Linked DNA regions of Oryctolagus cuniculus: region 2 is linked to region 1. A link is a contact called in public Micro-C data. All regions are on one chromosome and are shown on one strand. The core of a region is the stretch at or near the end of the contact, and the rest is flanking DNA. Distances in the headings are between cores, read along the strand shown. Region 1 has its middle 17 kb from the start of DLX3. Region 2 holds the start of ITGA3 (integrin subunit alpha 3).

The links. Hi-C and Micro-C count contacts between places; a contact is called where the count stands out from the background.
Region 2: a contact with region 1 is called in a Micro-C map of ear pinna, with 6 times the contacts expected there. The contact joins the promoter of ITGA3 here to the enhancer-like site in region 1. A contact is called at or near these places in 4 of 6 Hi-C or Micro-C datasets (ear pinna, psoas muscle, skin fibroblasts and 1 more).

What each region holds. Positions count from the first base shown.
Region 1 is chr17:25,999,068-26,003,969 of mOryCun1.1, reverse strand. No RefSeq gene overlaps it. Among named protein-coding and RNA genes, the nearest start is that of DLX3, 17 kb to the right of the region's middle. Within about 2 kb of position 2,674, at least 1 of the 8 cell types and tissues checked has an H3K27ac peak or open chromatin away from gene starts, as enhancers often do.
Region 2 is chr17:26,033,338-26,038,773 of mOryCun1.1, reverse strand. ITGA3 (integrin subunit alpha 3) reads right to left here and starts at 2,233. Exons shown (of 26, transcript XM_051825563.2): 1 at 2,028-2,233. The coding sequence starts at 2,233. LOC103351549 (a long non-coding RNA gene) reads left to right here and starts at 18. Exons shown (of 4, transcript XR_011383503.1): 1 at 18-795; 2 at 1,679-1,816; 3 at 3,267-3,475; 4 at 3,653-4,485.

The sequences.
Region 1 (4,902 bases), core at 1,425-3,924:
GCAAGGAGCTGAGGTCTCCATCCGGGTCTCTCACACGGGGGCAGGGGCCCAGGCACCCGGGCCATCTTCCACTGCCTCCCAGGATGCATTGGCAGGAGGCTGGATTGGAAGTGGAGCAGCTGGGACTCAAATTGGCCCTCTGATGTGGGATGTGGGTGTCCCAAGGGTGGCTTAACCCCACTGCCCCACAATCCTCACCCTTACTTCCCTGTCTGAGACCCCCAGCCTAGTGCAGAAGTGTGGGCAGCGGTGGTGGTGGATAGTGGCGTCCTCGTCTGGCTCCTGACCTCGGTAGAAGAGCTGTTCCTATCTGATCATTAAGCTTGGGGTTGGCTGTGTGTGTGTGTGCATGTGTGTTTCCACACTCTTCTTAGCACTTCTTTTATTGGATATAGTTTTCTGCTAAGACAAGGTTTGAGGACCTGGCATGGGGAAGTCCTTGGGAGAGACCTGATCCTTGTTCATTTAAAAAACAAGTTGGGGGACCAGCGCTGTGGCGTAGAAAGTAAACCCACCACCTGCCATTTCAGTATCCCATAGGGGTGCCGGTTCCAGCTCCCTGCCCATGCACCTGGGAAAGCTGTAGAAGGTGGCCTAAGTCCTTGGGCCCCTGCACCCACAGGGGAGACCTGGAGGAAGATCCTGGCTCCTGGCTTTGGATTGGCCCAGCTCCAGCTGTTATGGCCATTTGGGGAGTGAGCAAGTGGATGGAAGGCCTCTCTCTCTCTCTCTAACTTTGCTTTTCAAATAAATAAATAAATAAATCCTAAAGAGAGAGAGAGAGAGAGCAGGCTTGTGCCCTAGCAGTTAAGATGTCCACATCCCATATTTAGAGAGCCTGTGTTCAAGTTCCCATACAGACTCCCAGTTCCAGCTTCCTGCTACTGTGCACGCTGGGAGCTGGCAGGTTGTGGCTCCCGCAGTTGAGTCCCTGCTGGCCACGTGGGAGACAGAGTGACTTCTCAGCTCTTGCCTTCCACCTGGCCCAGCTCTGGCTGTTACAGGCATTTGGAGAGTGGAGCGAGGCTGAGGCTCAGAGGGGCGCAGTGACTAGCCTCTGTCACACAGCAGAGTCAGAATCAGAACCCAGGGTTCCTGGATCCCAGCTCTCCTTCAGCCACTGCACTTTGGTTGGGAGGTGGCCAGAGGACAAAGGGATGCTCCTGTGAGTGTCTTGGGAACAAGACAACCTCATCCAAGCTCAGACTCAACGCCCACAGAAGATGAATGACGAGGACCGGCAGGTGCCCCCAACCTGCAAGAGAAGAAGCCCAGGGTGCAGGTGCAGGTCGGGATTGAGCTGTCTCTCCAGTGCAGTCCCACACAGTCTGCAGAAGGCTTTGGGGGGAAATCTCTGCAGGCCATCCACAAACCACCAGGCCGGGAGCACCTTAGACCCCAAGGCCGGTGCCCCCAGGAGTGGGAGGGGCAGTGGCCGGAGAGGGCAAGTCCTGGACAAAGATATACGGGAGAGGGTCCAGAGCCAAGGCCGGGCCGAGCCCGAGTTCGAAAGGGACACAGGCCCTGTGGAGCACCCTGGCCTGGTCTCCCCACACGCCGCAGGGATGACAGAGAGGGCAGCCCCGAGCGAGGGAGGAGAAACTGGAAGGGAAGGAAGCCCAGAGCAGCAAAAGAAAGGATGAGGAGCTGGACGTGGGGCTGAGGCGTGCGGGCCTGGGAGTCGGGCCGGGCAGTGGAGAAACCCAAGCGTAGGGTACGGAGCCAAGCGGCATTCCTCCTCCTCCGGCCAGCCCCGCCCCCTGCCCACTGGGAATGCCTGGAATGTATGAGCTGATAGGATGGGGCTCCCACTCCACCTGGCACGACCCAGGGGCTGGGGCGCCACGCCTCTCACCCCCACCCCCCTTACCGGTGGGATTTGCCAGGCGGGAAGAAGATGTCAATGGATGCAACCCTAGTGGAGGGCCTGGTAGGAGCCCCCTGGGGGTGGGGGCCTCATGTGGGGCAAACGGGCCTGATGCCAGGGCTGTGGGCATGGCCAGATGTTTTCCAGCTGAGCTGCGCTGTGAGTCACAAGGCATGAGGCCTGGGGAGCAGGAAGCTGGGGCAGGCAGGGGAGAAGGGAAGCCAGGCAGAGCGGTGACTGGGCACCATGGCTGCTGGCCAAGGAAGCCACCGGGGGCCCCTGTCCAAAGAGCGAGTTCGTGGGTGTGCCCCTACCCTGATGTGTCCCAGCCCTTCCAGAGTGGCCTGCGGCTCCCGTGGTCCCCACCAAGGTAGGTCAGGGGGTCTTGCAATTCCATTTAGGGCTGTTACGAAGGACAGCCCACCTAAGATTTATTTATTTAACTAGAGAGGCAGAGTTACAGAGAGAGGGAGAGACAGAGAGGTCTTCCATTTGCTGGTTCACTCCCCAAATGGTCACAATGGCTGGAGCTGGGGCAATCTGAAGCCAGGAGCCTGGAGCTTCTTCCAGGTCTCCCACTGTTTTGCCAGGCTATGAGCAGAGAACTGGATCAGAAGAGGAGCAGCTGGGACTTGAACTGGTGCCCAAATGGGATGCCGGTGCCTCAGGCGGATGCTCAACCTGCTTCGCTACAGCGCCCTCCCCGCCTTCCCGTGGGTCAGTCCCTGCCTCCCCATAGATCCACGTGGCCTGCTGGTGGTGCCCACCTTCCCGGGGGGCCGTGACTCAGCCTGCGTTGGTGGAGACTGCCTACGTCCCAGGCCCCGGGCAAGGTCTGTGGCTTTGACAATGAACAAGCTGAGGTCCTTGCCTTGTGTCTAAAGTGAGGGTCCACAGCGCAGGCGCGGTGCTGCCAGCAAGCACTGTGTGGAGCTGAGGGGCAGGAACGAGGCTCGAGGAAGGCACAGAGGCGCTGTGCCCCCCCCCCCGGGGGGGGACCTGTTCCGGGTACCCAGGGTCTGCTGTCGGGCTGGGCACTTGGGAGAAAAGCTGCCAGAACACACGCAGCAGAGGGAAGTGGGGGAAGGGGCTGGGGCTGGACTGGTGGCTTGAGGTTGGGCCTGGTTGAAGGGAGACGGAGATGGAGAAAACCTCAGCCCCAGGGACGCCGTGCGGCTGCACCTGAGACCCGCTGCGGGCGACCTGAGATGCGCTGGGAGCTGGTCCAAACCTCGCTCGGGGCCCTCGGCCCGCTGGCTCCCGCTGCAGAAGCCGGAGCAAGGGGCAGCGTCCCCGACGGCTGCAAGGGGAACCCCCCTGCCCCCACGCAGAAGGTCCCGCCCCCACAGACCCCCAGTGGCCCCGGGAGACCCTCGCGGCACTTTCTTGCCGGCTGCGGAGCAGAGGGCGCCACCACTGCCGTGGCCCCGTGCATTTCCTCCTCACACCTAGCACAGCGCCTGCTGGCACCTAGGAGGACTCAGAAGTGCTTGGGGAATAAAAACCATGAATGAATGACGTGTGAATAAATCAATGGTGATTGAATAAACAAATCCATCAGCCAACCTGAGATGCCTGCGGCCACAGGCCTTTGGCAGTGGGCAGGCCTGCCACCTGGTGGCGATTGCACTAACTGCAGGTGTATTGTTGGGGCTTGGCAATCCTCTGCCCCAAGCTGGGGACCCCAGAGTGCAGCCCATAGACTGGACCCAGGGCCCACCTGGCCCCTCCTCCTGGCTCAGGCCACATCACCTTATTTTTCAGGACACTCAGGCCCCCCAAGGTGTGTGTGTGTGTGTGTGGAAGGGAGAGAGAGAGAGCGAGCGAGAGCGAGAGCACGCGCGCGCGAGAGAGAAATATGAGAGGGTTCCTCTCCCCGCACCCAGACAGGAAGGCCAATCTGAAAGGGTCCAGGCCCCCAGGCTCCCGACCCCAGGTTTCTCCCCTGACTTCTACTTCTCCTCTGTCAGTTGTCTGTGTCTGGATAGGTCCGGATTCCTGAGGAAACACACACGAAATGCACAGGAGGTCAGGTTCCATGCAGCCCTCAGGATGGGGTAGAAGTCGTTTCCGACTGGGGACAGTTCAGGCCTGTAGCTCAGGGATCGGAGGGCCCCGACCCACAAGCGGCATCAGCTGCCACCTGCTCTCGTGAATACGATTTTGTTCCGCCATGTCTGGGGCTGCTTTCTCATTGCGGCAGATCCCGCACGAGCTGCAAAGTCCAAAGCAGTTGCTCGCTGGCCCTGTGCAAAGTTTGCCAGCCGGCGCTGTCGCCAATCTGCTGACTCACTCAGCTAACAATGGGGAGCACCTCCCAAGAGCCAACACCTCGACAAGCTCCGGCTGGAGTCCCAGAGCGAGGGGACGCCATGGCGGCTGTCTCGCACCCAGAGGGAGAGGCTGGGAAGTAGAGGCCGTCCGTCCACCCATGGGGCTCCTCCATACTAGGTCACGTCATGGTGGAGCACAGGAGTGGGCACAGGGCCAGGTGCCCCCCTGAAAAGAGTGAATGAATGAATGGATGAATGAGTGCAAGGTGCTGGAGGGTAGTGAAGGGAGGAGGGTGGAGAGGAGCCCAGAGGTAGACACACAGGGAGCTTGGCCTCCCAGGGCAACACCCGGCTCTTGGTAGAGTGGAAGTCCGAGAGCCCGGGCAGAGCCGTGGGCCCAGAGCCTGCAGGGTATGTGTGGGTGGGAGTGGGAAGGGGCTGGGAAACACAGAGGGGCTTCCCAGGGGGCCTGCGTGGCCAGCACTGTGGGGAGCAGACCTGGCACAGGTGCCCGAGCAGGACAGGGAGGAGGGGTGGGGAGGACGGGCACTTAGAGGAACCGAGGAGGCCTAGTGTTGTGCAGCTGCTCCGCTTCCGGCCCAGCTTCCTGCTGATGCACCTGGGAAGGCATCGGAGGATGGCCCAAGCGCCTGCGCCCCCGCACCCACGTGGGAGACCTGGACGCTCCACGCTCCCGGCTTCTGCCCAGCCCTGGCCATTGCGGCCATTTGGGGAGTGAACCAGCAGACAGATAATCCTGCC
Region 2 (5,436 bases), core at 984-3,483, 35 kb before region 1:
AAAATCATTTAAATTTATTTATTTGAGAGAGAGCTTCCATCCACTATTTCACTCCCCCAAATGCCCTTAATGGCCTGAGGGCTGAAGCTGGGAACCAGGAACTCAATCCAAGTCTCCCATGTGGATGGCAGGAACCCAACTACTTGAGCCACCAGTGCTGTCCTGCGGGGTCTGCGTTAACAGAAAGTTGGAATCGGCCTCTGGTGCCGGGAATGGAATGGAGGCAATCTGATGAGGGGCGCAGGTATTTAACTAGCGCTTTATGGCGAGCCCAGACGGCCACCTGGGCAGTGCATTTCAAACACATGGTCCCATTAAAGCCCCACTGGCGCCCCTAAAGAACGAGCCCCTTTCCCCTTCAGAGGAGAAATAGTCTCAGGGACAGACCCACGACCGGACCCTGGCAGTGGCACTTGGGAGCCTCTTTGCCCTCCACAATGCCAAGTCGCCTCTTGCAGGCCCTCGGAGGTGGGCAGGAGACAGAGATCCAACTCCAAACCCTTTTTGGGAAAAACTGTCCCAGGGAAGGAACGTGTGCTGCTCAAGGTCACATGGTAAAGGGGGGAGGGGCGGCCTCGGAGTCGCTGCGTGTGCTGCCTTCCCAGACCGATCTGCTCATCACCCTGCAAACTCCTATCCAGCAGCCTGAACATCTTTTTCGCGGGCCAGGGCAGGAAGAGCACTGGCACAGAGAATCGCCCCGATGGTCGTTCGGGGTTTGCTGAAGCCAGACAGCAGCAGGAGTCAGACCAGGAAGGGTGTGGTGGCCCTCACCTCCACAGAAGCCAGATGGAGGTGAGGCTGCACCCGGGCAGGCAGGCTGGGTAGGGGCTGGGCCGACGGGGCAGAGGCCAGGGCTGGGGCAGTTTGGACTTTGACCATTCCCAACTTCCTCAAGCTTCTGCAGGCCCCAGCCGGAGCTGGGAGAGGTTTCTTCCAGCTCGGTGGGGTCAGAGGCCAGGGGAAGACAGACACCTGTCGGGTCACCTGGCCGGTAGGGGCCAAAGCGGCTTGCAGGACCTGTCCTAACCACTGTCCCAGCCTGGGCAGCCTCATTCTCCCCCTCCCCCGGCCCTGCCCCCAGCTGCCGACCTCAGCACACTCTGAGCCCACAGCAGAGAAAGCCCTGGAGCCTGGACATGCCCCCGGGTGTGGGTCCCTACGGAGGGAGTCTGCGGGGAGGGGCAGGCAGCTGGATGCTCTCTTTCCCTCCTCCCCTGAGCCCTTCCAGCTCCTTCTCCTTTGCAGCTGTCGGGGAAGGAGAACAGAAGAAAAACACCATTTCCCTCTTCAAACCAAAACAAACACACTCAGGGCTGCGATTCAACATGAATCTGTGGAATGCGGGGATGATGTCTGGTGGGAGAGCGCCCCTGCGGCTGGGAGGCGCAGTCCCAATGGGGACAGCTCCTCTCTCTCATCCACGCCCCTGCGCTCACGGGGTCAGAAGGAGCTTCTGGACAGCTCCGCATGGCCGCACGGCCGGACTCAGCCGTCGGCTCCCCGCTCCCCCTGCACCAGCCCGCCGGGCGGTTGAGCAGGCTATCCCGTCTGGCTCTGCAGAGGGCGTGGCCCGCGTGGCCGCAGACTAAGTGCGAGGTGCGGGCTTAAATGCATGTGCTGTGGGTTCTCCCCGGGAGGGGGAGGGGCACTAGGTGTGTTTATCTTGTTTATCCAGCTCCCAGCCCTGGAGAGAAGAGGCCAGCGCTAGGCACTCCGTTCACCCGCTGGCTGGGGGCTCAGGCAACAGGGACCACACTTCTGCTCGCAGAGATCTGAAGGGTGGAGGGGCCGCGTCTAGACAGGTTCTGGCCAGGTCAGCACTTGCCAGTGAGGACTGCCCCCCACACCACGCCCAATCCTCCACTTCCCGCCAAAGCTCGGCAGCCCGGGGGGCTGCTCGGAAATCCGCTCCCCAGAATCCTGGCTCACAAGGGTCGGGGGGTCCAGTGGGCTGCGACCCCGCTCCGGCACCGCACCCCGCCGCGCTCACTCCGTCCCGCCCCACCCCCGCCAGCCCCACTTACAGGTAGCGTTGCTGCCGCTCGGTCTGCCGGTGGAGGGCGACCGAGTAGCCGAAGAGGCTGCTCGGGTTCTTGGCCTCCTTTACCACAAGGAATCGGGTGTCCAGGTTGAAGGCGGAGGCGACGCGGCCGCCGGCCGCCACCATCAAAGCGAACGCGCAGAGCAGCGGGCGCGGGGCGCCGGGCGCGCGGCGGGCGCCAGGGCCCATGGCTGCTAGCCGGAGCAGCGGCCGGGGCGAGAGCGCGCGGAGCGAGGACCTGTTCACCTGCTCCCTGGCTGCCGAGGCCACCCGTGCCCGCAGCGCCGCTGCGCCTCCGAGTGCGGATCCGTTCCTCGCCCTCAGCCCCGCTCAGTTTCGCGTCTGCTCCGGCTCTGCGCTCTCCGATCCCCTTCCAAGGTCCGCGGGTCTATTCAATCGCCTCTCCCGCAGTCGGGTCACCGGCCCCCTAGCTTGTCCCGGCCGCGCCCCCTTGGCTGCGCTGTCGCCTTCGATCCCGGCTGGGCGGCGGATCCGGACGGGGAGATCAGTCGACCGCCGGGAGGCCGGGAGGCCGGGAGGGAGGGGTCCCACTGCGCGCGCCCCGCCTTCCCCACGCCCAGCCCCGCACCTCCCCACCTTGCGCGCCCAGCCCGGACTCCGCTTTCCTTCCGGGGAAAGAGAAAAGGTCCCCGCGCGGCCACCGCCTCTTAAAGGGGCAGCACCGCCCCGCCCTCCTCATCCTTCCTTCCTGGCTCCGCCCTCTCCCTCAGACACCTGTCGGGAGCCCCAAAAAGCTTGAGTTTGCCCTCTCCGCCCCTCGAATCTCTCGAGAAGCGTCGCCTCCGGAGCGAGAAGGGTTGGACGGGCGGGGCCGGGGCTGGGATTTGCCCCGCCGCTTTGCTGCGGCTGCTGCCGCCTTAGGAAAGGCCGTTGCAGGCGCAGCCACCTCTGCTGTCCCGGCTGAAGAGGCCGGGCGTTGGCGCATCTGAGAACGGTCTCCCCGCGCGCTGCTGGTTGCAACGCTCGGCTCGCCTCCGCAGCGCTGTGAGTGCCCAGGAGGTGGCTGGCGGTCTCTGGGCGCTCTCCCCGCACCCAGCCCCTCCTCTGTCTCTGTTAAGATTTATTTCTGCGATCCACCCGCCCCCACCTTCCTGATTCGAGCTGGGACTGGCTCCACAGCGAAGCCAGACAGATACTTAGTAGTGGTAATTATCAAACATCGCTAATTGTAATTAGCAAAATGATAACATTTCCCCTTAAGGGTTGCTGCTTCTAGAAGGTGGATGCGACTCTTGAAGACGAGTCCCTCCGTAGCGGGAACTGTGTGGCCAGAGCTGGCCCAAACTGCACCGGTTTCTCCTCCACTACTGCCTTCAGGGACTGGCCGGCAGAATCTCAAAGGTCCACTCCTTCGCTCAGGCTGAGGCTGAGCCAGGGTGGGGTTGCTGGGCAGGAAGACAGCACCCCCAGGTGAGCAGTGGGGGGGGTGCCAGGTGGAGGTGGGTGGGCGGCACCCAAAGATCTCATTATTCCTAGAAGAATCAAACAGAAAAGAGCTGCCAGAGGTCACTGTGTACTTTTGAAGTACAATAGATGTCTCTTACTGCAGCGCAACATTTTCCCTGAGCGTTTTTCTTTTCTCTCTAGCTTCTCACCATCATAGTAAGAGAAATCCTATCGATTAAACACATATGCAGCGTGAACTGAGTGCTTTACAAATATGAATAAATTAAAGGCTCACAGCAATCATGGAGCTGTCCTTTGTGTTTCAAGATGAGAAGGCTCAGGCTAAGGACCCTCAGCTAGGAATCTAACCCCGTGTTTCGGCCCCTGGAACGCTGCTCAGGAGCACGCCTGCTAACTGAGCTCTGACAGACCTGGCCTCTCCTGCAGCCTGGGGCTCCCTGTAAGGAGCAGAATACAGAACTGAGACTGAGGAGATCAGAGTCAGAGCCTGGGACCTGGCCCAGCCTCGCTTTCCAGTTTGTGAATCATTTCTTGGGCAGACCCATTTCATCCGGCCAGCTTCCCAGGGAGGTCAGGATCACCCTCTTCATTTCCTTTCAAAGAATGGAGCCCCAGGACAGTCCAAGGTCACACAGCTTATGGGAGGCAGGGCTGGGATGGAAACCATTGGCCACAGCACTGTCTCTAAGAGACAAACTCTGGGGCCAATGCTGTGGTGTAGTAGGCTAAGCTTTCTACTGTGGCGCCAGCATCCCACGTGGGCACTGGTTCGTGTCCCAGCTGCTCCACTTCCCATCCAGCTCTCTGGTATGGTCTGGGAAAGCAGAGGAAGATGGCCCAAGTCCTTTGATCCCTGCACCCGCGTGGGAGACCTGAAAAAAGCTCTCGGCTCCTGGCTTCTGATCAACCCAGCTCCAGCGGTTGCCGCCAATTGGGGAGTGAACCAGCGGATGATAGACCTTTCTCTCTGTCTGTAACAATACCTCTCAAATAAATAAATAAAATCTTAAAAAGAGAGAGAGAGAGAGACAAACTCCAGGCAGATGTTGATCAACAACCAGACGTGTAAACAAAAGCAGCTGCGATAACAGCTTTTTCTGTGGTGGTTGGGAAGAGGATGCTTGTCCCCGACTGCCCTTAAGACAGTGTTTGTTCCCAAGCTGTGACTTCCAGAGCCACCCAGCCTCCCTCATGGTCTGCCTTGTGGCCCATGACATCAGGGTAAGGAGACATCCAGGCCAAGGCACAGGAAGCAGACCTAGATAGAGGTTGACCAGATGGCTTTCCCATCCCTCCCTCCACCCCTGTTCCTTCTGCTACTTCCTGGACTTCCTAGTTTGTTCCTAAAGAAGGAGACACAGCCAGGATCAGGAGGACAGGGGCCCAGGATGGACACTCAGTGTGGGTATAAGTCCTGCCACTCAGAGTCTTGTGATGACAAATGGGCTCCTTGCCAGGCCTTATCTCTCTGGCCATCCCAAACAGGAATGACCAGCATGTCCGATTCAGGGATGGGGGGGGCAGGAAAGGGATGAGGGATGGTTTTCCACTCCAGGGGAGTGTCCAGAGGGAATGTGGGGGCAGGAGCAGGGGAGACGGGGAGGAGGGGAGGGCCCGAGCTGAGGAATGTGTAGGAGTGTCAGATCTGGGAGCATGGAATGGGGGTGGGGGAGACATGGAGCCAGGAGGGGTCTGAGCTCGAGAGATGAGGAGGGAACTCCAAGTTCAAACCACAGGTCAGAAATCCTCTGGTTTCAGTGACTGCCACCCACAGCCTTATCTCATCGCTTGGTTGGCCTCATCTGGCAACGCTTCCCCACGGAGCAGGGACCCAGCTAGAAACTCAGACACGAGGGAACAAGAGCGCGTGGGTGAGGAGTCCGCGTCCAGTTTTTGATGTTTGCTGATGGCTTTTACATCTCACTGCCCCCTGGCCCTTGTGCCCCACACATGGACAAGAGAGC